Linked DNA regions of Sus scrofa: all the other regions are linked to region 1. The links are chromatin contacts, called in public Hi-C and promoter capture Hi-C maps. All regions are on one chromosome and are shown on one strand. The core of a region is the stretch at or near the end of the contact, and the rest is flanking DNA. Distances in the headings are between cores, read along the strand shown.

Region 1 (4,538 bases), core at 1,386-3,885:
GGTTAAGCAGGGGATTGTCTGCAGTATAAAGCTTTTTTTTAAAAAAAAAATGCTTTACTTTGCAATAACTTCACACAGTGAAAAATTACTAAAATAGTACAGAAATTCCCATATTCACCAAGTTTTTAAAAAATATTTAAACATTTAAAAAATTTTAAACAACCATGTTGTTGCCAAGGGCTGGGGGGAAGGGAGAGAGGGGATCAGTGTTTAATGGATATAGAGTTTCAATGTTGCAAGAGGAGAAGGTTCTAGGGTTGTGTTGCACAATAATGCAAATATATTTAACACTGCTGAACTGTACACTTAAAGATAGTTAAGATGGTAAAATTAATGTTATGTTTTTTTACTACAAAAAAAAAAAAACATACTACCCCCTTCCAGCGTGAGAACAGTTAAACCATCCTTGAAAAATAAGCTGTAATTTTGTTATAGACTTCAAAAAAGAAAATATCTTCTCCTTTGTCCTGTGAATTATTCTTCTAGGAATCCATCTGTTCCTGTATTTTGGAAACCTCACTTTTTAGAAGGTTTTTGTTACGGCTCATTTAAAATTCCTTGTTTTATAAGCTAACTTCTTTTAAACCATAGTCCAACCTCAATAGAAATAAAACTGATTCTTCAGAAAAACAATAACCTAGATGCACCAATTTTTCTCAGTCTCTTTCTGTGGATATATATGGGAGATGTGAGAGATATGCATGTATGCATATGTGTGTATAATTTTTTTCTGATCCATCTGGGAGAAAATTGCATACATAAAATTCATTTATCCCTTAATATTTCAGTGTGTTCTCTTATGAATAAGGATATTCTCATACCTAGCTTATTCAGGAAATTGGACACGTGATACTGTACTTTAATCTACAGTTCATATTCAAGCCACATCTATGATCCCAATAATGTCCTTTATAGCGTTTTGTCTCTCCAGTAAAATATCTAGCTCAGGATCACATATTGCATTTAGTTGTAATGTCTTTAGTTTCCTTCCACCTGTAGTTTTGTTTGGTTTATATGAAATTGACAGTGTTTTAAGAACACAGGCCAGTTATTTTGTAGAATTTTCTGCTCTTTGGGTTTTCTGGATACATCATGACAAGATCCAAGTTAAAAGTTCTTCAATGTTGGTGCAAGGATGTGTTGTTATACACACCTTCTCTGTCACCTGCTAGTTCTTAGACTTGAGCTATTCACACTTATTGTATTCATAAGTTTTAAAGCATTATATTTCTATTGAAGTTATGTATCTATACATTTCATTACGTACATTTTATTTATTTTTGTCCTTTTAGGACCGCACCCGCAGCATGTGGAGGTTCCCAGGCTAGGGGTCTAATCAACTGTAGCTTCCCACCTACACCACAGCCACAGCTGCGCCAGATCCAAGCAGTGTCTGCAACCTACACCACAGCTCACAGGCAACACTGGATCCTTGACCCGCTGAGCGAGGCCAGGGATCAAACCCCCAACCTCATGGTTCCTAGTTGGATTTGTTTCTGCTGCACCACGATGGGAACTCCATCGTTACATAAATTTTAAAAATATTTTGTATAAAATACATAATTCTACCATTTCAAAAGCAATTGCTAGCTCTATATTTCATAGCGGTTTCAAAAAAGGAATGAAATTGAACAGATTCAATTTCTTTAAATTTATTTCAGTTAACAGCATGGAAGTAGTTCCTCAGAGAGGACTACTGTAAAGTATTAAGATTCAGTGATTTCCTATTACCTACCATTGATTTGAAACTAGTCTTTCCATTTTTTATATTCTAATTTACTCCTCTTAATGATATTGACAATGGAGAGAAAATACCTAAATTCTGATATAATAAGTAATAAGTGCTTTAGGCTTTAACGTGGTAAAGGTTTTGAATTGGTGATATATCCCAATATTTCAGGTATTTTTAAATGATGAGTAAGGGGAAGAGAACTGGCAAAAGCACTTTAACCTTAGAGAAGCCTGTACTTCTTAAAAGAATCTTAAAAGGGGGCGGGGGGCTCTTGCTGTAACTACAGCGCTCATACTGGAAACAGAAGAATAAAAACGGTCCTTCAGGATTTTTCTGGGGAATAAGAATTGTTTCAAGGAAAAAACTGGCAGGAATATGCACATTTTGGACAGGGACAAAAAAATGCCGTAGTGTTTTGGACAACATTAAAGCGCTAGAACGTTTAAATGAGTATCTTTCATTGTGAGAAATGTGAGTGTTAAACACGGTTTTTTCCAGGGGGAAGTTGAACAAATATATCTTTAAGAAGATAGAAACAGAAGTCTCCCCCCCGCCCCAAGTTAAAGTGCCTTTGGCTCTGCTTCTAGGACTTCTAGGAACGTGCAATTAAAATAAAATCGAAACAACAAAACCCTTGCAACATTAAGACTGGTTTTTCTTTCCAGCACTCCAGAAAACTCAGCGCCCAACACTTTTTTCCAGACGCGAAGCTGCGAGTTCTGAGGCTTCTAGGACGAGTCTCGCACACTCTGGGGACGACTCTGGTCTCCTGCAGCGGTCACCCCCGTCAGCCGGCGGCCTCCGCGCAGCCGCCTCCAAGGGGGTGTGTCCCTCCCTTAGAGCCCGCACTCCCGCCCGCGGCGCAGGCCCACCTGCCGCCCGCGGCCGCCCGGGCTCAGAGCAGGCGCGGGGCGCCGAAGCGCCGCGGCGTCCGGTCCGCCCCCCGCGCGGAGCACGAGGCCCCCGCCCCGCAGGTCCCGCCGGCCGCTTCCGGACTGGCCGAGCGGCGGGGAGCCGAGTGTCTTCCTCCTTTCGACCCAAACTGTTCTCCGCTCCCGCTGAGAGGGAAACCTGCACTTTCTCTGCACACACACACACATCCCGCCCCAAGTAACGGCGACGGGATCCAACTTAAGAAGTGAGATCCCGGGCCGTCGGCCTCGGTGCCCCTCTCGCACGGCCCGGGCGGCGGCCCGCGCCACTTCGCGCGGCCGGGCTGCGTTCTCTCTCCAGCCTTCGCTAGACGGGCGTGGAGGCTGCGAGTGTCAGGGGAGGGGTGCTGGGCGGAGAAAGAGCATCCCCGCGCCGCCGCGGCCGCCGCAGCCGTCGCCGGCCGCTCCCCCGCCGCCCGGCTGGGGGAGGCCTCGTCACAGCCGCCGCCTCAGCAGCGGCCGCAGATCTCGCGGTGTTTGCCGGCGGCCGCGCCGCCATATTGTGTGACAGTATTTTGATTTGCACTGGGCTGGCGGAGCCGCGGCCGGAGCCAGCGAGAGCTGGGGGGGTGGGGGGAGGGCAGGCGAGCGCGAGGGGGGTGGGGGCCGAGGGAGGTAGGGAGGCCGAGCGAGCTGGAGCGGAGGAGCGGGGAGCGGCGACGCCACCCAGCCATCGTTTTTGATCTGCAGCAGCCGCCGGCGGGGCGACCCAGCCCGACCCCCTCCCCTCCCCCTCAGCCACGAGCGGCGGCGGCGGCGGTGGCGGCTGGAGGGAGTTGGCGGCAGCGGCCGATCGGAGGGGCTGAGCGGGGAGGGAGGGAGGGCTGAGGTGTCCCCCTGCCGGGTGGAATCGGAGGCGGCGGCGGCGCTGGCGGCGGCTGTGGTGGTGGAGGCGGCGGCGGCGACGGTGGAGACGGCTGCCCTAGTGGGAGAGGCGGCGGCGGCCGAGGAGGAGGAGGGGCAAGCTGCGGCGGCGAAGGGTAAGCGGACAGTGCTGCCGGGCCTCGGCGGGATCCCCAGTCCTCGCTCGCCCCTCAGCTCCCCGCACCCCCCCCTTCGTCTGGAAGGGACTCTGCCGACTCGCCAGGCCTTTGCGGGGCGTCCGCTTCTTCCTCTCACTCTTCCTCCCTCCGCCTCCTTCCTTCCCCAGTGGCGAGGCGGAGAGGGAGGCCCCCCAAGTCCCCCAGACCGGGCGGGGGTGGGGAACGCCGGGCCTGGGCTCGGGGGACTAAGTGCGTAGGGGGAGGGGGCATACATTGGAATCGGGCGCCGGGGAGAACCCCGGGTGGGGGAGGGTGCCAGGGGTGGGGAGGGCCCCTGCCTTCACGGGTGCCCCCGGCCCGCCCCTCTGGCATGTGTGAGATGGGGGTGGGGGAAGGAAAACGCCTCTTGGGGAGCCGGAGCCCGAATAAAGATGATTTAGGGGCGGGGGGGGGAGCCCGAGGGAGTTACGTGGGGGTCGAGGGGAGAATGGCGTTCCCTTTCCAGTGTTGGTTTTCTGCAGCCTTCTTGAAGTGGGGAGCCAGCCCCGCTGTGAATATGTGGCCCCTATATTTCAGAGGATAATTCTAGTTTTCTGTCCGATCAACCTCAGTAAGGTTGTGGTTGTGGCAGGGAGGCGAGAGGGTCTGGGAATCGCTGAACAGGTGACAGGTGTATCTTTCCGTTGCTGATGCTGTGGGATTGCTCGGGCAGAGTAGTACACCAAAGTGTCAGAGACCGTGTGGGTTCGTATTTATGTGTTTGGCCATGTTTCATTCCATATATAGTATATTTGAGATGTTAGGTTTCCATTCTTCAAGTCAGCTTAATTGTTGTGGAGAAATTCTTCAAATGTTTCTGATAAGAGGGGTTTCCAGGAGAGTGCAGGGAAT
Region 2 (4,538 bases), core at 983-3,482, 110 kb after region 1:
TGCTGTGGCTGTGGCGTAGGCCCCAGCTGTAGCTCCAATTTGACCCCTAGCCTGGGAACTTCCATATGCTGCAAGTGCGGCCCTAAAAAGGAAAAATAAATAAATAAGTAAATAGATAAATAAATAAATAAAAATAATGTCTCAAACCCACATGCAAAGTGAGATCTGAGGGGCAGAGATGTTCAGTAGGTGGGTAGGAAATCCTGCAAGGAGTGGGGGGGGGGCATGTACTTCTATCCATTTCAAAGCAGGCTGGTTAGTTAGTGATGCTACATAAATGGGGAGGCAGTTTTCAAAAATCACGAGGTGTCAAGGCGGAAGAGACTTTGGAGTTCCTATTACCAGTTCCCCACAGAGGGTGGATGTCCTGAAACATCAGAGAATGTACATTTGACCAAGAATAAGATGGACTTGGAGTTCCCCTTGTGGTGCAGTGGAAATGAATCCGACTAGGAACCACGAGGTTTGGGTTCAACCCCTGGCCTCGCTCGGTGGGTTAAGGATCCGGCGTTACCACGAGCTGTGGTGGCAGACACGTCTCGGATCTCACATTGCTGTGGCTGTGGCATAAGCTGGCAGCTGTAGCTCCAATTAGACCCCTAGCCTGGGACCCTCCATATGCCGCAGGTGCAGCCCTAAAAAGACCAAAAAAACAAAACAAAACAGAACATGATGGACTCAAGAACATTAGTCTTTCTACTGCTTTTTGGCTTTGGCTTGAAATCCTCACTAGCCCGAGTCTTTCAAAATTACTAAAAATCCAGCATCGCCATTTGAAAGTCGTTAAGTGAGTAGGGCAGGGAGGGAGCAAAATAGGGTTCCCTGGAGAAACCAAACCAATAGGAGAGCGAGAAAGGGAAAGAAGGACAGGGAGGCTTGTCATCGTCCAGGATCGGCTCGGCGATGACGGGGGCGAGCAAGCCCGAGATGCGCAGAGTGAGTCAGCCCGCGGGACGCAGGCGGCTGAGGCTTTCCCTTTAGTCTGAGTCCAAAGGCCTGGGACCCGGGAGAGCCCGTGGAAGGGTTCCTGTCCAAAGACCAGCAGGTGTGCAGCCCAGGAAGAGCGGACGCTGCGGCCAGAGGGCTGTCGGGCGGGGGGGGGGGGTCCCTGATGTCAGCCTTTTCCTTCTTCCCAGGCCTTCACCTGACTAGAGGAAGCCCACCCACACCGGGAGGGCAGCCTGCTTTCCTCAGTCTACCATCCACTACCATCCAGACGTTAATCTCATCCAGAAACCTCCTCATAGACTCACCCAGAATACTATTTGACCAAACATCTGGGCACCCTAGGGCCCAGGCAAGTTCACATAAAATTAACCATCACGGTCAGTAAGAGGTAACCTGGTCTGAGGGAGGCAGGTGCCCACTGGGCACCCCAGGTCCCCCGGTCGAGGGCCTGGTTCCCTAGGGTCCAGTTTTGTGTTCCTGGAAAATGAGTTGCCAGGCTTATATCAAAACCCTCTTCTTGGAGTTCCCGTCCTGGCTCAGTGGTAATGATCCCGACAAGTATCCATGGGGACGAGAGTTCGATCCCTGGCCTCGCTCAGTGGGTTAAGGATCCCACGTGGCCGTGCGCTGTGGTGCAGGTTGCAGATGCAGCTTGGATCCCACATGGCTGTGGCTGTGGCTCAGATACGATCCCTAGCCTGGGAACTTCCATATGCTGCAGGTGCAGCCCTAAAAAAAAAAGACAAAACCCTCTTCTTTCCCTTCTCCAGGAGACATTCCAGTCATTGTGGGTAGGCAAATGGAAACAGGGCAAAAGCACTTTCAGGTCGCATTTCGGGACTCTTTGGATCTGGCCCTTTGCCTCAGGGGTCATCGATGTGTGAGGAAACGGGGTCACCCACTGTCTGGTTTGCCCAGGACTGAGGGGTTTCCTAGGGACAGGGGACTTTGAACGCTCAAGTTGGGACAGTCCCGGGCAACCTGTCACCTAAGGATCCCTGCCCTGCCCAAGGAGCCCAAGTGGCTCCAGGTTCTCTGTCTCCTTTGGTTTAGACACCTTGTCAGCTCTGCACCCACAAACCTGTCCCATGGTTTTGTGGCCCAGGGACTCCAAGGCCAGGGTCAGTGGCAACTTTGGACCCCAGATGTTTTCTTGGTGGCGCAGTAACAGTGGGTGCTTGGTGGCTGCTTCAAGTCACTGCTTTTGCAGCCCTTAATGTCATAACAGTACTGTCATGGGGCAAAGCCCTGCCCACAACCCAGAGCTGCGCTCAGATTATTGCCAACAGAGTGCCCTCTCCTGGGGGGACCAGGCTGTCGCCACTGTGGAGCACAGGGCGGTCAGTTCCCTGCAGGAGCAGCTTTAACAAAAGCCCTTAGAGATGGTAGAACCTGCAGGGACCCAGGCTACAGGCACATATTTCTTTTTCTTTTCTTTTCTTTTCTTTTTTCTTCATCTTTTGTCTTTTCAGGGCCGCACTCACATCATATGGAGGTTCCCAGGCTAGAGGTTTAATCAGAGCCACAGCTGCTGGCCTCCACCAGAACCACAGCGACGCCAGATCCAAGCTGTGTCTGTGACCTACACCACCGCTCACGGCAATGCCAGATCCTTAACCCACTGAGCGAGGCCAGGGCTTGAACCCGCAACCTCAAGGTTCCTAGTCGGATTCGTTTCTGCTGCGCCACGACAGGAACTCCGAGCCAGCCACATGTTTCTGCAGTGTGGTCCCTGCTCCACAGAGAGATACAGGAAGATTTGTCCCTCAGACCGGCTTCCATTCTTTTCCTTTTCTTATTGCTTTTGTAACAGCTTATTGAGGTATAATACACATACCTACAAGCCGCCCATTTAAAGTATATGACGCAACAGTTTTTGGTACATGCACAGAGTTGTACAACCAACGTCATGATCAAATTTAGAACATTCTCATCACGCCCTGTAGCCTTTAGTCATCCCCCCCTTACTTCTCCCAACTGGCACCAGAAATCAGATTACATTTTCTAGAGTTTTACAGAAATGGAATCATACAGTAGCTTTTCCTGTTTGATGGACTTCTTTGACTCGGCATCACTATTTTGAAATTAATTCATGTTACACCTGCTTTTACACCGTTCTTTCCTTTACACGGCTGAGTGGCACTCCATTGCATGGTTACGCTACAAGCTGTTTATTCAGTCACTTGATAATAGACATTCAGGGTGTTTCCAGTATTTGACTATCACAAATAAATCTGCTATAAAAATTTATGTGTTGGAGTTCCTGTTGTGACTCAGCAGGTTAAGGACCTGATGTCCCTGTGAGGATGTGGGTTTGACGCCTGCCCTTGATCAGTGGGTTAAGGATCGGGCATTGCCACAAGCTGCAGTGTAGGTTGAAGATGTGGCTAAGATCCGATGTTGCTCTGGCTGTGGCGTAGGCTGCAGTTGCACCTCCAATTTGACCCCTGGCCCTGGAATTTCCATATGTCGCAAGTGTGGCCATAAAAAGGAAAAAGTTTATGTGAAAATCCTCATCCCCCCAGCAGTCCCAGCAGACAGCCATGCCTTCTGCTTCTGCTTCACAAAGAAAACAACTGTCCATCCCTGCCTGGAATGGTCTTGGATCTGAAAACTCTGCCTTGAGCAAGCCTCCCAGGAAGGAGTATCCTTCGGGCTCCCTCTGGATGGAGAAGCACTGAGTCCTCCCACCAGAGGCAGTGACTCTAGCACAGCCCTCACCCCAAGAAGGAGGCTTGAGTCCCAGGGTCCAGGGGGCCACAGGCCCTGGCTGTGCTCAGAGACTCTGTCACAGGCTAACCCATCAGAATCCCTTTGGCTCAGCCCCCAGCAAGGAGCGGGCAGGAGCCAGCGGCAGCCATGCCATGCGACAAGCCCTGGTCAGTCTCCTTGGAGGTTTCTGGAAAGGGGTTAAAAGCTAGAGACGATGAGTGACGAGGTCCAGGGAGTCCAAAGGATAACTGCCACTCTGTCTGAGATGAGGCTGAGCTCTGACCGGGGTGTGAACCCTGAGGGCAGGGGCCACACGGTCAGGACCTGGGGCGGAAGCAAAAGGGAACCCTCCTTGGCTCAGCGGCTCCTAGCTCACTCCGGGTAAACAAGCCGAGGAAAGCCCCGGGCCCCGGGCAGGGCTGTGCCAACAAATCAAAGGTCAGCGGAGCCATAAATCAACTGTATTTACACCAAACCCATCATGAAGAGTTATTTTAAAACAGGAATTGACCAAAAAAATTCCCTGGAGCTGAATCAACTCAAAGAACACAAACAGAGAATGGGAAATGTCCATCTCCCTCCTCTCCCAGGCGGTAGGTCCCAGAGGCCTCCGCAGTGAGAGCGGCCCGCTCGCCCTGCAGTAGGTCCCTCCCAGATCTAAGTGTTCGTGCCTGGGGTGCCTTGAGACGATGGGTCTTGGCCAAACAGCCGCTGCAGCCAGCAGACAGGCGATTGTGCGGGGTGGGGGATGGTGCCTCTCAAGATCCTTCCAACTTCCTGGGGACCAGGGCCTGCCCAGGATGCTCACCAGACTGACATCAGCCTAGTGCTACCCGGCCTCTAGCCCTGGAGGATTTTCTTTTATTTAAATATGCAGG
Region 3 (4,538 bases), core at 583-3,082, 87 kb before region 1:
AAGTAAGGCTCACCTCATGTACGCAGAGTTTAATATTAGAATGAGAGAGGGGTTTTTTCCTGCCATGTTATCTGAATGACAGGCGTCAGAGATGATAAACAAGTTTGTCAGCCTTTTCCTGTACACGATTAAGTATTATGTCCAGGGGCGTTCTCTTAAAAGGACACTCTTTTCTTTGCTCCAGTAAACTTGCATCATCCTAACCACACCACGGATTGTCTACTTTGTGTTGAAAACAGGGAAAGCGTGTGAAGGCTGCTCGTGAAAAATCGAGCTCCTTGGTGTCCCACCCCTAGGCTAGGATGAGAGATTTTAAAAACCTGATATGGGCTCGGAGAGAAAGAGAGTCGTATTACCACCAACAAGCAGACAAGGCAGATTCCCATGATGCCAGGCCGCTGCCGAGGGGTGGGGGGAGGAGGGGGCACTTCAGGGCATTCCTTCAAGGGATTGATTTCCTATGTGATGTCACTGCCGCCGGCCGAGGCCAGGTTGCTACTTGCCCTCCACTTCCATGGCACTGCACCTGCCCTGGGGCCCGTCACCAATGAGGCTTTGCTGAAGCTCGGGTACAATATGGGCCATGCGGGTCCTGCTTCCTAAACTGCAGTGAGAGCTGTTATCATGATGTGGACTGAATGAGACAAATGAAATGATTTTTTTTCCTCTTAGGGCTGCACCCACAGCATATGGAAGTTCCCAGGCTAGGGGCTGGATGGGAGCCACAGCTGAAGACCTACAATACAGCCACAGCAACACCGGATCCAAGTGGCATCTGAAACTCCGGATCCTTAACCCACTGAGCCAGGCCAGGGGTCGAACCCGTGTCCTCATGGATACTAGTCAGGTTCTTAACCCACTGAACCACAGTGGAAAATCCTGAAATGACTTTTTAATGTGGGATTTGCTTTCGAGTAACCTATGGGGGTAAAAATGGATGCCTCGATAATTATTATTACTGGATGATGGGCACATGGGGTTTGCTATACTCTTCTCTTTATGTGGGGTGTGTGGCTGAAACGCTTCCTAATAAAATGTTTTTTTGAAAAATCTGCTAACATGCTTGGGGCAGGAAGCAAGCATGGCCATAGTGAGAAAACACATAGAATGTCTACACTTAACCTCATTTCTCAGGAGGAAAAAAGCAAATCAGTACCTGTTATTGGCCGAAATAGCCCAACCGTTAAGCACTGTCCTATCTGATCAACCCCGTGGCAAAGCCATTAAGCCCAGCACCAATTCCGATCAAACAGCTGCAAAAACAGAGGTGGCTCCAGCCCTGAAACCTAACCTAAGGAAAATGATAATTTAATTTTTTTAAATCTCTGAAATGAATCCATTCCCCCTGCATTTACAATAACAACGTTCCACTTGAATTATGCGTCACCATGACTATTTGAATTACAAATGGATGAATTATTCATTATCTGCAATGCGGCTGAGTGTTTTGGGCCCATGTGTTGAAAGCCAGCACTAAGCTTGCCTAAGATCTGGCTGGCCAGGAGAGGGTGGCATCTGGGGACTCTGGGAAGCAGGTTGCCCTTCAGAATCCTCAGCCAGAGGGGTGGAAGAATAGAAGGGTCCATTAGGCTGGAGGCAGCCGTCAACTTTGACCTCCTCGAGCCATAAAATGTCCCCACTGTCTCCTGGCTCCCCAGCCCGTAACAGCTGCTACCCACTGGCACCACCTACATTTTAAACCAGCTGGAGACAGAGTTCTACGTGATAAGCCTGTTATATTTGCAGAGTAAGCAGGAACACCTAATGGCCTGGCCCCCTAACGATTCGGGGACTGGCCTCTGACAGGCTACAGCAGTGTGTCCTGGCAAAGCGGAGGAAAAAATAATTAAAAGAGCCTTTGTCAAAGCTCCCTCTAAATCAACCTTTTAAATGTGCTCAGTTTAAGAGTCCCAAAGTGCCAATTCAATCACACTGGCCTCTAAGAACCACAAAAACCCCCAGGATAGCCATGGCCAATTAGTTAAGCAAGAGGGGTGTGTGGGTGTGTGTGTGTGTGTGTGTGTGTGTTCAGAGAATCAACACAGATGCTGAAAGAGCCCCCTGGAGAGAGGGCAGAATAACCCCCCAATAGAACTGAACTGTTCCTTTTTTTGGTTTGAGAGGGAAACAAAGGGGAAAGGAATAGTCAGAGAGAAGATGCTAGTAAAGACTGACGCGGATAATAAAACAGAGGGGGAAAGGTTGGCACAGCGGAGACCTTTAAAAGGGTGAAACTAAAACTAGTATTCTTAACATAATCCACAAAGAAAGCAAACCATTCAGCCATCTGCGACTTAGAGTGGATGAGGCAGGGGAGCCGGCAGAGACAGATAAAGAAGAAAACACAAGAGATGCCAAAACTAAGAAGGAAGAAAAAGGGCGGTGGTGTCAGAAACCAAACACAAGAGCAAGGATGAAACTGACAACGATGCAAAGTGAAAAAACCCTGCCCTGGCCCGGTGCTTTTGCCAACAAAGAAAATGTGTGCTTTTTGTAGACAACCCAGAAAACCTGAAGAAAGGCTTGCATGTATTTTTTAAGGCAGGGGGCGGAGGGGGGGAGTGGATGGCAACAATGGGCAGCCTTCACCACCACCCTGGCACATGGTTGTTCCTCCTGAGAACTGTGGACCCACCCTGTGTGCGGGAGCCGGGCTGCCAGTACACAGAGGTGTTGTTTGGTTTCCGGGGACGCCAGGAGCCACATCAGTGCGGCACGGGCTTCATTCCATGGGGGAGACGAGAGCCTGCACAGTCAGCTGCGCCCAGAAAGGAGGCCTGGCAGTGGGTGGCTACCCAAAGGAACAGGAATCTGGGGACTTAGAGGGTGCTGTGGACAATCAGACTTGTCACCTCCGCGCAGCTGGCTCAGTAAGACTCTGGTCTGCAAATTCCGCAATTGCTGCTCTTCAGTTCCTTGTGTGCACTGCTGGGGGCCTGCTGTGTCAGCCTTGATGCCAACATCGCCCCAGTAGTTTAAGTTTTCAAGCCATCAAGCCGAAGGCTGTTGTGTTGGTTTATTTGTTCTCTTAGTGATCATGTTATCATTTGGACCCAAGTTTTAAATTTCCCCAATTCTAATTGCTAGTGGCTCAGGACATTGGTTAGTTTCAAGTTCTGAAAATATGTTTGAACGCCTCTCCCAGGAGTGGGTAAGAAGTTAAAATAACGGAAAGGCTTGGCTCCGAGTTCAGTGGAATGTCAAAAAGCCCGTGTCTGGCTTGAATGGACTTTGTGTAATGAAATCTCAGCTGCCCCCTCTGCTATTCCAGGCCAAATCCACACCGGAGGAAACTGATGAAATTCAGCAAAAGCAAGGGGATTTGAGTATGTCTTGCAACATTCTGTTGATGAGGAGAATTAATTGCAACAGGCTATTGATACGCACCAATGGAGATCTCTTCTGTTTCATGCTGCATGAACGTGGGGGATCATTCAGAAATTCATCTTCTCATGTATGTAACGACGGAGCCCCTCCCATGTGTTCGTCATGACAGGAAGAGTGATGAAACCCTCTTATCAACAATGACCTTCCCTCCCTCATCTCAGGACTGTGGAAAAGCCCAAAGTTCTGCAAGCCTGAGATGTCCTGTTCCACCCAGACATGGAAGGCGTGCTGCTTCTCAGTCTCCTACTGCCCTGCGGGACTTGAGTTGTTTCACCAAAGGGACTAAGGAATCGGTCTCGGTCCAGCTTAGGTCACTAATGTATATTGCCTAGGTCGAGTGCCTGGAGCGAGAAATAGAGTTTAAAAATAAATGTATCGGAGTTCCCATGGTGGCTCAGCAGAAACAAACCCAGCGAGTATGAGGATGCGGGTTCGATCCCTGGCCCCTGCTCAGTGGGTTAAAGAGCAGGCATTGCTGTGAGCTGCAGTGCAGGTGGCAGACATGGCTCAGATCTGGCATTGCTGTGGCTGTGGCATAGGCCAGCTGCCACAGCTCCCATTTGACCCCTAGCCTGGGAACTTTCATATGTCGCACCTGTGGCCCTAAAAAAATAATAATAAATAATAAATAAATATATCAAGTTCTCTAACTGGGGATCAGCGCCAATCTCACTCATCCGTGTGATGGCTGACTCCATTTCCTTGATGATAAGCTCATAGATGACTGAGCCAGCCATAACCCATACAGCACAAGGAAATCTGCCCTCAGAATTGACTGGGCCATCTCACCAGCCCACAAGCAAGCCGGCCTGGACAAGGCCATAAGGAAGAGCTGTGTCGTGAGCTTGAAGGTCTATTTTCGTCCTAGGAATCTGACCCCACTTTTAACACACTGGCATTCACAATAAAGGTTAGGTAATTATATTCAGTGTTTTTCTACCGTCAGGTTGATATTCTGGCAGCTCAGGGGAACTGAAAACAGACCACTTAGCTCCCTGGAGCTTTTTGTGTATTCACGGCCCATGGTTTTGCTGCAGGAGAGAGAGGTGACATGGAATAGAAAGCAGGCCAGCTCACCAAACGAGCAAGTGGCCCGCTGCAGAAGGCCGCCTGCAGGAAATAGAAGGCAGGGCGTCCTGCCTTCAGGACAC
Region 4 (4,538 bases), core at 632-3,131, 76 kb after region 1:
GTGGTGTAGCTGATACTAGTACCAACTTGTGCTGTCAGATCCTTATTTTTCAAATATTTTTTCTTAAACCTTAGGTATTTGTTTTAAATTATTCAGTTTAAATAAAATTACTATATAAGCAGCACTCTCAAGTTGCTCATGCATATGCCAAAAATTGTGATGATGCCTAAAAATTCTGACAATGCCTGAAGTGGGAATTTTGCAATAAAATATTTAAGACTGATCAGTAAATAAAGTGCTGCTAAAGGGGTGCAAAGTGCCAGACATCACTTAATCATTTTAAATTTTTATGTTTTCGTGTATTGTATATAATAGTTTGTTGAAATAGCAGAAAAGGCATCTTGTAGTTACTAGTTCAGGGGAATAGGTGGAATTTGCAAATTAATATCCATTATTTTAACATAGTTTAGAACTACAAACGATATACCTTGACAGGAGAAGTCCAACAATGCGTGCTCCATTTACTTTAAATCTCCCCAAAATAATTTGTAGGAATACTATTATAAATTATAATGAGACCTCCCTCCCCCCAAAAAAAGTTGTTTTGTAAATTTAACTTCGTCTTAGACACAGTCATTGAGGAATGTAATTATTCTTAGATTTAAGATACTTCTGACCATTCAAACATTCTAGAACATTGGCCTCTTAAAGCTGCAGTGGCTTTATTTTTCCTAATTTATTTCATTTTTTTAAAAATTTTTTTCCTTATAGTTGATTTAAAGCTGCAGTGACTTTATAAGTAAGAAAGATTATACCTAGAGGATTCATGATTTATCTAAGATCACAGAGCAAAGAAATCAAGAGTTAGTAGGGAGTTCCCATCCTGGCTCAGTGGAAATGAATCTGACTAGTATCCATGATGACACAGGTTCAATCCCTGCCCTCACTCAATGGATTAAGGATCCAGCGTTGCCGTGAGCTGTGGTATAGGTCAGAGAAGCAGCTCGGATCCCACATTCTGTGGCTGTGGTATAGGCCAGTGGCTAGAGCTCCACTTTGAGGGGACCTCCATATGCCACGCGGCCCTAAAAAGACCAAAAAAAAGGGAGAGAGTTAGTAGCAAAGGCGCAGTTCTCACAATTCTCAACCTCGTATTCTTTCTACCGTTCCATAATAAATACAATTTTAAAATAAAATGAGAAATAGAGTATGGTAAAATTTTACACTGATTAACTTCTCCAGTGTTTATCGCTGATATTTAGTTAAATAGTAAAAAGATTTTAGAAATTAGTTCATCTTTATATCTTACTGGTGTTCAAGCTTAGATTTTTAGCAGATAGAGAACATTTAATAAAAACTTCCATTCCTGGAGTTCCCGTCGTGGCGCAGTGGTTAACGAATCCGACTAGGAACCATGAGGTTGCGGGTTCGATCCCTGCCCTTGCTCAGTGGGTTAAGGATCCGGTGTTGCCGTGAGCTGTGGTGTAGGTTGCAGACGAGGTGAGGCTCGGATCCCGCGTTGCTGTGGCTCTGGCGTAGGCCGGTGGCTACAGCTCCGATTCAACCCCTAGCCTGGGAACCTCCATATGCCGTGGGAGCGGCCCAAGAAATAGCAACAACAACAACAAAAAAGACAAAAAAAAAAAAAAACTTCCATTCCTGGTAGAAAACAGAACTACAAATACTACTTCGGTGGAACATGAGACACAATAAATGCACTTACGAGTATTGCATTGTAGTTGGACACCTTTTTGAGGTCTTGGGTGATTTTGTGGGAATCTTAGCCATTTGCTAATTGATTTCCCTTTTCTCCTGCTGCAAGTTGGGAGAGATGATGCTCTTTTCCCCTTTGAGGTGATTCTGAGCTGATTATGTCATGTCTGTGTTGCGATTTCCCAGCTAAGAAGTGCCAGCCTGATAGAGGCTGCTGAGGATCAAGCATGTGTATCCGTTTCAGCTAGAAGCTTCATTTGGTTAACAAGCTCCTTCATGCTGGGCAGTACAAAGATTGTTTCAAGTTGTCAGTAATTTATGGCTTTGTGATTTTTGCTTCTAAAATAATTCTTTTGCTTCCTTACAGATCAAAGGTCCTCCATCAAAACCCCAAAGTCTCAAGACACAGAAGATGACGAGGGGGCTCAGTGGAATTGTACTGCCTGTACTTTTTTGAACCATCCAGCCTTAATCCGTTGTGAACAGTGTGAGATGCCAAGGCATTTCTGAGCCAAGAGGCCCTGTGTCTTCTCTAAAACCACATCTGAAGTTCAAGAAACCAGTCTGTCATCAGGGGGAGAGTTTCACTGCTTAGGATTTTGTCAAATTGAAGGTGCAGCAAGATGGTGTCGTGCTAGTGTCAAACGTCAGCCCACAGAGCTAATAATACCTCAGTCTAATGTCACAGGCAGTTGAAAGTCATCACATGAAAGGGGATCTGCTGAAAGACTCGGTTGCCCGCTGCCTAACCATGTACAGTGTTACCCGCAGCCCGTTGTGGATAACTCTCAGTATATCCATGCCTGAGTGTTCCCGGTGCCTTTTCCCCTCATGTCACTACTGAATTTTGACAGGAGGAAGGAATAGACAGTAGCTTTTTTTCCTTAAAGCTTTGGTGAAACACTACAAACATGAAGAAAAGGAACAAGGTTTAACTATTTAAAAACTGTGTGCTGCCGCTTAGTGCCAATGGATAGGGGAAGAAGTTCACAAATCTGTGGTACTCTTGGCCTTTGTCTTTGTCTTCCCTGAAAATGTCTCCACTCTGTGAAGCCAGCATCTAGGGTCTAAAGATGAACAGGAAAGCAGCATGCATTGTCTGTACAAACATGGAGTGAAATATCCCCAGAGCTTTTCCTACTGTACAGATCTCTTGAGTCTGCTTTAAGTGATTTCTTTTCTTCCTTATTATTTTCTTATATTTCTATATGTATAGTGTAATAGTCTTTTGTTAACTAATTTTCTTTTTTCCTTTTAGTGATTAAGCACGATCATGTCCCTTTTTAAGCCTTACCTGAGCGAAGCAATGCCTTAAAAGAAAAAAGCATTAATGAAATGAAACCATGCACAAAATAACTTTCCTCTCCTTCCTCTGTACTTTGCCCTCATAAGTGCCGATGTTCTGTGAAGACATACGATGCTGCACAGTGAACTGCAAACAATATTACAAGACTTATGTCTGTAGGTCACACTATATACTGACCTTCTCAGTGGGTAGCACAATTCAGTATTTTATCTTCCACAAGGAAGCCTAAAACAAAAGATATTTTTAACCCACTGACAGCAACAAGGTTAAGCTTGCTTTACCTGCCGGTGTCCCACAGAACTTTCACCAGAGATTACTGTTGGGAAAGTACAGTTTCAAAACCAGCAACAATAGCAGTACCTACAGCCCTTTTTTTGGAGAGAAATTTATATGCTTTACTGTTGGGGCAGTCCATTTCTAAACCTGACTTGGTGGCAGTATCTTCTGTATTTATAAACAAGGCTAGTCATATTTAGGACAACTGAAGAAAAGCTGGAAAAAAGAAAAACAAGCAGACTTGAACACTGAAGCAACCTCAAGCATCTCTTTATTTTGATGATATATTTTTATAAGGAAAATAAGTATTCAGATGATCAGGAATGTATATAACTAAATGAAATCAAGAAAAAGAAATAACAGTATGCATTTAAACAAACAGAATTATGAAATTATATATCAATGCTTAGAACGGGGCTAAAGGAAGTGCTGTAATGTAGCAAGAGATAGATAATGTAGACTGTCACCCACTGTAAATGTTTGCAAATGAATATTTTTTAAATAAACGAAATTATTACAGGTGATTCTATATGAATGTCAAAGCCTTAACTTCTAGGCTTTACATCTTGTATATGGGAAGAACTATGACAATCCTAGTTAATTAGACAATAAGCCCAAAGCCCTTACATTTGATGCATTTTGTTTTAAAAATAGGCCTTGTTTTTCAGCTTCATCTGCAGTTCTATGTGAAGATTGATAAATCAGTTTTTACTTGTTTTATTAATAAAACGTAATTTGGATATCTTGAGTTGATGGTTTTGTGATTTAGCTGGGTAAACTATCTTTGTAACAGATAAGTTATTTATAAAAATTAAAAAACTTATATTCTAATGTGGATTTTGTGACTTGTTTTTAAAGTTTGTGGGACAGGAGATAATTTATCCCCTGGCAGAATATTTGTTTATTAATTGAAGTCAGAGAAAACTCATTTTCTAGTCATTTCATTTCTTTTGGGTTTTTTAAGTTTACCCCATTGTTGAAAACGTGATTTCCTGGGCCATTTAGCCTGAGTAGTCACTTAGTTAATATTGGCTCCATCAGACTGGGTATCAGTGCTGAGGATAGTAGTGCTTCTCTTGAAGAGAACCTTTCCGTTAAGAGTTCTCAGAAAATTATAACTCAGGTTTTCTGAGCTTGAAAAGAGCAAAGCAACACTTACTGATCTTGTTATGACATTACTTATAGAAAGCCCTGCCTTGATTGGTCTTTTAAACTTAGTAGGACATAAATATTCTTTGCGGGGGACTGTGAGGCCTGGACATGGAGACCACCTTCAGAAAGTCTTGCACCAAAATAGAATTAC
Region 5 (4,538 bases), core at 549-3,048, 69 kb before region 1:
TGGAGATTCCCAGGCTAGGGGTCCAATAGGAGCTGTAGCCACTGGCCTATGCCACAGCCACAGCAACATGGGATCCAAGGCGCATCTTCGACCTATACCACAGCTCACGGCAATGCCGGATCCTTAACCCACTGAGCAAGGCCAGGGATCAAACCTGTGTCCTCATGGATACGAGTTGGGTGTGGTAACCACTGAGCCACAAAGGGAACTCCTTTTTTTGTTGTTTTTATTAATTTTTTTAATGGCCACACCCATGGCATATGGAAGTTCCCGGGCCAAGGACTAAATCCGATCCTTTAACCTACTGCTCTCTTCCTCGTCTTATAAGGGCACTCACTCCATTATTGGGGCCCCATACTCCTTATTTTACCTAAACTTTACTTCCCAAAGGCCTCACCTTCAAATACCATCACCTTGGGGGTTAAGCCTTCAACATAGGAATTTGGGGGGTACACAAATGTTCAATCCATAGCAGTTAGTGTGTGTTATGCCAAGGTACCTAAAGTTGTCCTTGAGTAAATAAGAAGCGAATTTCTCCCGATGAAAGTAAATTGAAGATTTAATAACATCTACAATCCCCAGCAGGAGACATTTCCTCTGGGGTTGAGCTGCCAACAAAGTTGGAGTGTCCCCAAATGAATGGTTTAAGAGAACTTCTGATGTGAAATAAACACCATTTTCTTGGGGACCATGTAACGCTTCTCTTGGGGCGAGCTTCTGGTCTGGGGCTGTTTTGCCTTGGAGAAAATGGTCTGACATTAGGATGGCCCATCTCCTCTCCAGGAGACTGTTAGACCAAGAGGAGCCATTAAATTCCTGGACAAACCATCCAAGGGTGGCCAGGTCTCTTCCTCAGGAGGAACAGCCAACTGTTAACGCTGGGAACCCAGCCCTTTCATCACTTCGTTATAAAGTGGCATTCCCAGAAATTAGAATCGGAGTCTGAAACTCCAGTAAGAACTCCACGTGTGTTTGAAGTCTAAAGAGAAGAATCAGCTGTGCCTGCTGTCGGTCTCAGAGTCTGAAATAGTTCCCTGCTGATTCATAACGTAAACATAGGGGTTAATTCCCTCCTTTCAGAAATCTGCTGGGGTGCACCCCAATTATTATTATCTGCATTCAACCATGAGAGCATGATGAGCTGAAAGGCTGCCAGCATGGCCGTTTGCCTTTCCGGATTTAAATAAATAGATCTGGCTTTGGGCAGGCTTTCCAGACTGACGTACACTCCAGACATGAGTGTTGTTTTATTAAGATATATAATGACATAAAAATATTTTTATAATCAGTATATCTTCTTCAGCTCTAAAATCCAGGACAGGGTTTTCAAGGCATCTCGTTTGCACGGATCAAGTTGACTGGTCAGAAGCACTGACGAATGTTGGAGGGGATATCATGTTTATTTATAACAGATTGATATTGTATCTAGTTTCTGTGTACTAGGAAACGGAAATAGGTTTGCGCAAACCTTTCCCCGCCCCCATAACCTAAAAGACAGGAGACACTTCATCGGAGCCCTTCTACCCTATCATGTGATGTTTTCTCTTTAAACAGAATAGGAATGATCTGTCTTTGCAACTTGTTGACTTAACCCAAGCTTTTGGCTTGACTGAAAGGGTTCCCTGAAACTAAAGGGCTGTTCTTTGAAGGGAATCTCTTCCTAACCACGTCCCTTTAAGAGTTCATTTTAAGGATCCTACCTCTCCTGATTGTTTTCACTTTGGTACACCATCAAAGGGGAGGAGTCGGTGAAAGGAAATGAAACTGAAACGTGGACCTGGGCATAGCTGATCGAAGGTTCTTCATTTAAGGGTGAGTTCCTTTTCTCTCATTATGTTGTGCACTCTGAAAACAAGCCCTTGAAATGGGGGTCACGGTCTTTAGGAGACCCCAAGAGAAATCACTCTATGCTTCTTCCCTCCGGGAGTCCCCCATCTCATTAGGCAAAACAGTCAGGCGTAGGCTCTCTTAATGGGCAACAGAATAAAACATCAGAGAAGGTAAATACACACCATGCACCGAGAAGCACACAATTTAAGTTGGAACGTGACTATATAAAGAACAATAAATGAGGCACTGTATACCCATAACGTGTGAGTACTTCCAGGTGTACCAATATGCAAACACTAGCACTGAGGCTTCCTAGAGTATTTGGAAACAGCCTAAATAAAGAAGGGTCTCTGATAGGGATTTCTCCAACCAGGGTTCTTTCCACCCATCCAGCATCAATGTAGCCTCTTCTCTAAACCTTTTTTAATGTATTAACTTGTTTCATTCTCCTAAGACCTGTGTATAGACCCAGTATGATCCCTATGTCTTAAAGCACAGAGAGATGGAGCCAGTTGCTATGTCCTGCTATAGACACTGCTTGCCTTCCCTCCCACTCATCTCCCTCGTCCGTCTGGGCACCACCTCTTCCCAGGACACGGCTTTTTGACTCCTGCCTTCTTGTTCCCTCAGCTGCCTGCACAGTGTCCTGGGTATATTTCGTCCATGATTCTCTCGATGAAAACTTCTACCCTTACCCCTCACTCTTAGACTTTGGGTAACCTGAGGGCATGAATCCTGGAGCTCCCAGTCACAGAGCTGGTGTTTGAGCTCAGGCATCCAGCTGCAGGGGCCCACCCTTCACCGAGATGCTAAGAGTTTGCCAGGCAGGTGTGAAGTGCCTTTTGTGGGAGAGGGTTCGAGTCATGGACTTTGGGAAGTGACAGAGGGAGTGCGTGACATTGGAGGGCGGGGTGCATGTCAGTGGAGCTGAAAGATTCAGCTTTCGGAAAGTGGATGGTGATTGGATGGAGTGGGCCTTTGGCTTTTCAAACCAGGCGAAGAGCCCCCTTGGCACACGTGGTGATGACCAGAGGGCTCATGGCCATCAGATCACCGTGGCGTGTTGTTTAAGTCTCCTGAACATTCACGACAGAAGAGCTTGGATGCCATTATCTCACAGCACATCACTCTAAATTGCAGTTTCGGAGTTCCCTGGGGGCCCAGAGGTTAAGAATCCACAGTTGTCACTGCTTTGATGCAGGCGCGATCCCTGGCCTGGAAACTTCCGCATGCCCAAAAAAATGTAGTTTTATATTATACTATAGGATGCGACAGCACCATGACATTTTTCTTTGTTTCTCCTTCCTTTTGCTATCTGGTTCAAATTGTTTCCTTAATGTATTTAGAAAATCAAATTTCACGTTACAGAAGTAATGCAAACTTGTCTAACTCAAGAAGAGAGCCCATAGTTACATCAATTAAAAGTTATTTCTCCTCCTAACACCCTTCCAACCTTACTTTCCTGAGGAGGTAATACTTTTATCCACGCTTGTCCAAGGAGATAACAATACCTGTGCACAAACTCGAGGCGATTGGTCGCTCCTGTGACAACTGTGCAAGCAGCACATCCTTTATTGCGTCGCTTGCTTTGCCCACTTAAGTATCCTTCACCGTCTACCCTTCAGCACGGTGTCCACACTGTTGGTACTTCACCCTTCCCTCCTGATGGATGGCTTCCAGCTTTGCAGCTCTCCAAGCAACGCTGCAACAAATCTCTCTGCATAGCCATCCCCCTTTCTTGAGCCTTTACACATTAAAAGTTATACAGTGGCCACTGAACTTTTTTTTAAATCAGTGATGTGCTCCTATCCCACAGGGAAATGACTGCCTAAAATTTGCTCCCAAAAACAAATGGCCTGTCCAGGCATAGAGAAGTAATTATGTTCCATAGTCTACTTCTGGCACGTTGTGGGAAACAGTTTCCAGTAAGTGTAAACTCACATTCTCCAGGATGATTTTTCTCAGTCTACATACCTAGTGTGCACTGCTGAAACAAAGCTTTTTATAAGACTACTCATTGGAAGTTCTTATGTTTTCTGCTTGACAACTTTTTTTGGCCACTCTCGCAGCATGCAAAAGTTCTTGGGCCAGGGACTGAACCAAACCACAGCAGTAACCAGAGCCAAGGCAGAGACAACGCCAGATCCTTAACCTGCTGAGCCACCAGGGAACTCCCAACAGCAACTTTTTAAAATAAAAGTCAGGACGTCAAAGAAGTCCCAAGTTTGACAGGTGCTCCGAGGGCATGAAGCTTGGCCAGTTTGACAAGAGCCAGCAGGCTCAAGGAAGGACCTTGCTCTCCTCTTGAAGAGCAAGGCTCTCTTTTGATTTCACCTCTCCACTATCAAGGCCTCTTCCATGTCAACAATAACAAAATTCTAAGTCTTACGTGTGACATGTAGACAGGTATTTGGACACAGAGACGACAACAATTATTTCTTATTGGCCAAAAAGTCTAAAACAAAACAGAAAGAAAGGGCCAGAGTTCTGCTTTCTCTAAGCCACTGGCTCTGCTGTCAACGCCCCCCAGTGTGGCCGACTTTCAGTTCCTTACCTCGGCAGGCTCCCCTCCCCCGCTGCTCCTACGTCCTCTCCATGCCCCTCTTACGGTCTCAGTTTAAGTCCCTCTTGCTCAGGTAAGAGCTCTCTCTCCCCGACACCCCCTGCCACTCTCATGGTAGCCTGTACTTCTCCCCCCATGAATGGAA

Evidence for each region. Promoter capture Hi-C pulls out the DNA fragments that hold promoters and counts their contacts. Hi-C and Micro-C count contacts between places; a contact is called where the count stands out from the background.
Region 2: a contact with region 1 is called in a promoter capture Hi-C map of liver, with 3 times the contacts expected there. The contact joins the enhancer-like site here to the promoter of TAB2 in region 1. A contact is called at or near these places in 2 of 5 promoter capture datasets (both in liver), 4 of 47 Hi-C or Micro-C datasets (embryonic fibroblasts, epiblast stem cells, fetal skeletal muscle and 1 more) and 1 of 2 datasets of contacts at active chromatin or transcription factors (alveolar macrophages).
Region 3: a contact with region 1 is called in a Hi-C map of skeletal muscle, with 2.6 times the contacts expected there. The contact joins the enhancer-like site here to the promoter of TAB2 in region 1. A contact is called at or near these places in 1 of 5 promoter capture datasets (fetal skeletal muscle), 3 of 47 Hi-C or Micro-C datasets (brain and skeletal muscle) and 1 of 2 datasets of contacts at active chromatin or transcription factors (skeletal muscle).
Region 4: a Hi-C map of skeletal muscle shows a contact between it and region 1, with 2.3 times the contacts expected there. The contact joins the enhancer-like site here to the promoter of TAB2 in region 1. A contact is called at or near these places in 3 of 47 Hi-C or Micro-C datasets (blood, fetal heart ventricle and skeletal muscle) and 1 of 2 datasets of contacts at active chromatin or transcription factors (alveolar macrophages).
Region 5: a promoter capture Hi-C map of liver shows a contact between it and region 1, with 4 times the contacts expected there. The contact joins the enhancer-like site here to the promoter of TAB2 in region 1. A contact is called at or near these places in 1 of 5 promoter capture datasets (liver), 4 of 47 Hi-C or Micro-C datasets (blood, embryonic fibroblasts, liver and 1 more) and 2 of 2 datasets of contacts at active chromatin or transcription factors (alveolar macrophages and skeletal muscle).

The regions. Positions count from the first base shown.
Region 1 is chr1:16,609,976-16,614,513 of Sscrofa11.1, reverse strand. TAB2 (TGF-beta-activated kinase 1 and MAP3K7-binding protein 2) reads left to right here and starts at 2,635. Exons shown (of 8, transcript XM_013992499.2): 1 at 2,635-3,644.
Region 2 is chr1:16,503,610-16,508,147 of Sscrofa11.1, reverse strand. No RefSeq gene overlaps it. Among named protein-coding and RNA genes, the nearest start is that of ZC3H12D, 42 kb to the right of the region's middle. Within about 2 kb of position 2,232, at least 25 of the 83 cell types and tissues checked have an H3K27ac peak or open chromatin away from gene starts, as enhancers often do. A contact at or near this core is called in alveolar macrophages and liver, where this site is marked.
Region 3 is chr1:16,696,620-16,701,157 of Sscrofa11.1, reverse strand. No RefSeq gene overlaps it. Among named protein-coding and RNA genes, the nearest start is that of TAB2, 87 kb to the right of the region's middle. Within about 2 kb of position 1,832, at least 9 of the 83 cell types and tissues checked have an H3K27ac peak or open chromatin away from gene starts, as enhancers often do. A contact at or near this core is called in brain, fetal skeletal muscle and skeletal muscle, where this site is marked.
Region 4 is chr1:16,532,809-16,537,346 of Sscrofa11.1, reverse strand. It overlaps TAB2 (TGF-beta-activated kinase 1 and MAP3K7-binding protein 2), which reads left to right. Exons shown (of 8, transcript XM_013992499.2): 8 at 2,021-3,983. The coding sequence ends at 2,163. Among named protein-coding and RNA genes, the nearest start is that of ZC3H12D, 72 kb to the right of the region's middle. Within about 2 kb of position 1,881, at least 5 of the 83 cell types and tissues checked have an H3K27ac peak or open chromatin away from gene starts, as enhancers often do. A contact at or near this core is called in skeletal muscle, where this site is marked.
Region 5 is chr1:16,678,486-16,683,023 of Sscrofa11.1, reverse strand. No RefSeq gene overlaps it. Among named protein-coding and RNA genes, the nearest start is that of TAB2, 69 kb to the right of the region's middle. Within about 2 kb of position 1,798, at least 19 of the 83 cell types and tissues checked have an H3K27ac peak or open chromatin away from gene starts, as enhancers often do. A contact at or near this core is called in alveolar macrophages, liver and skeletal muscle, where this site is marked.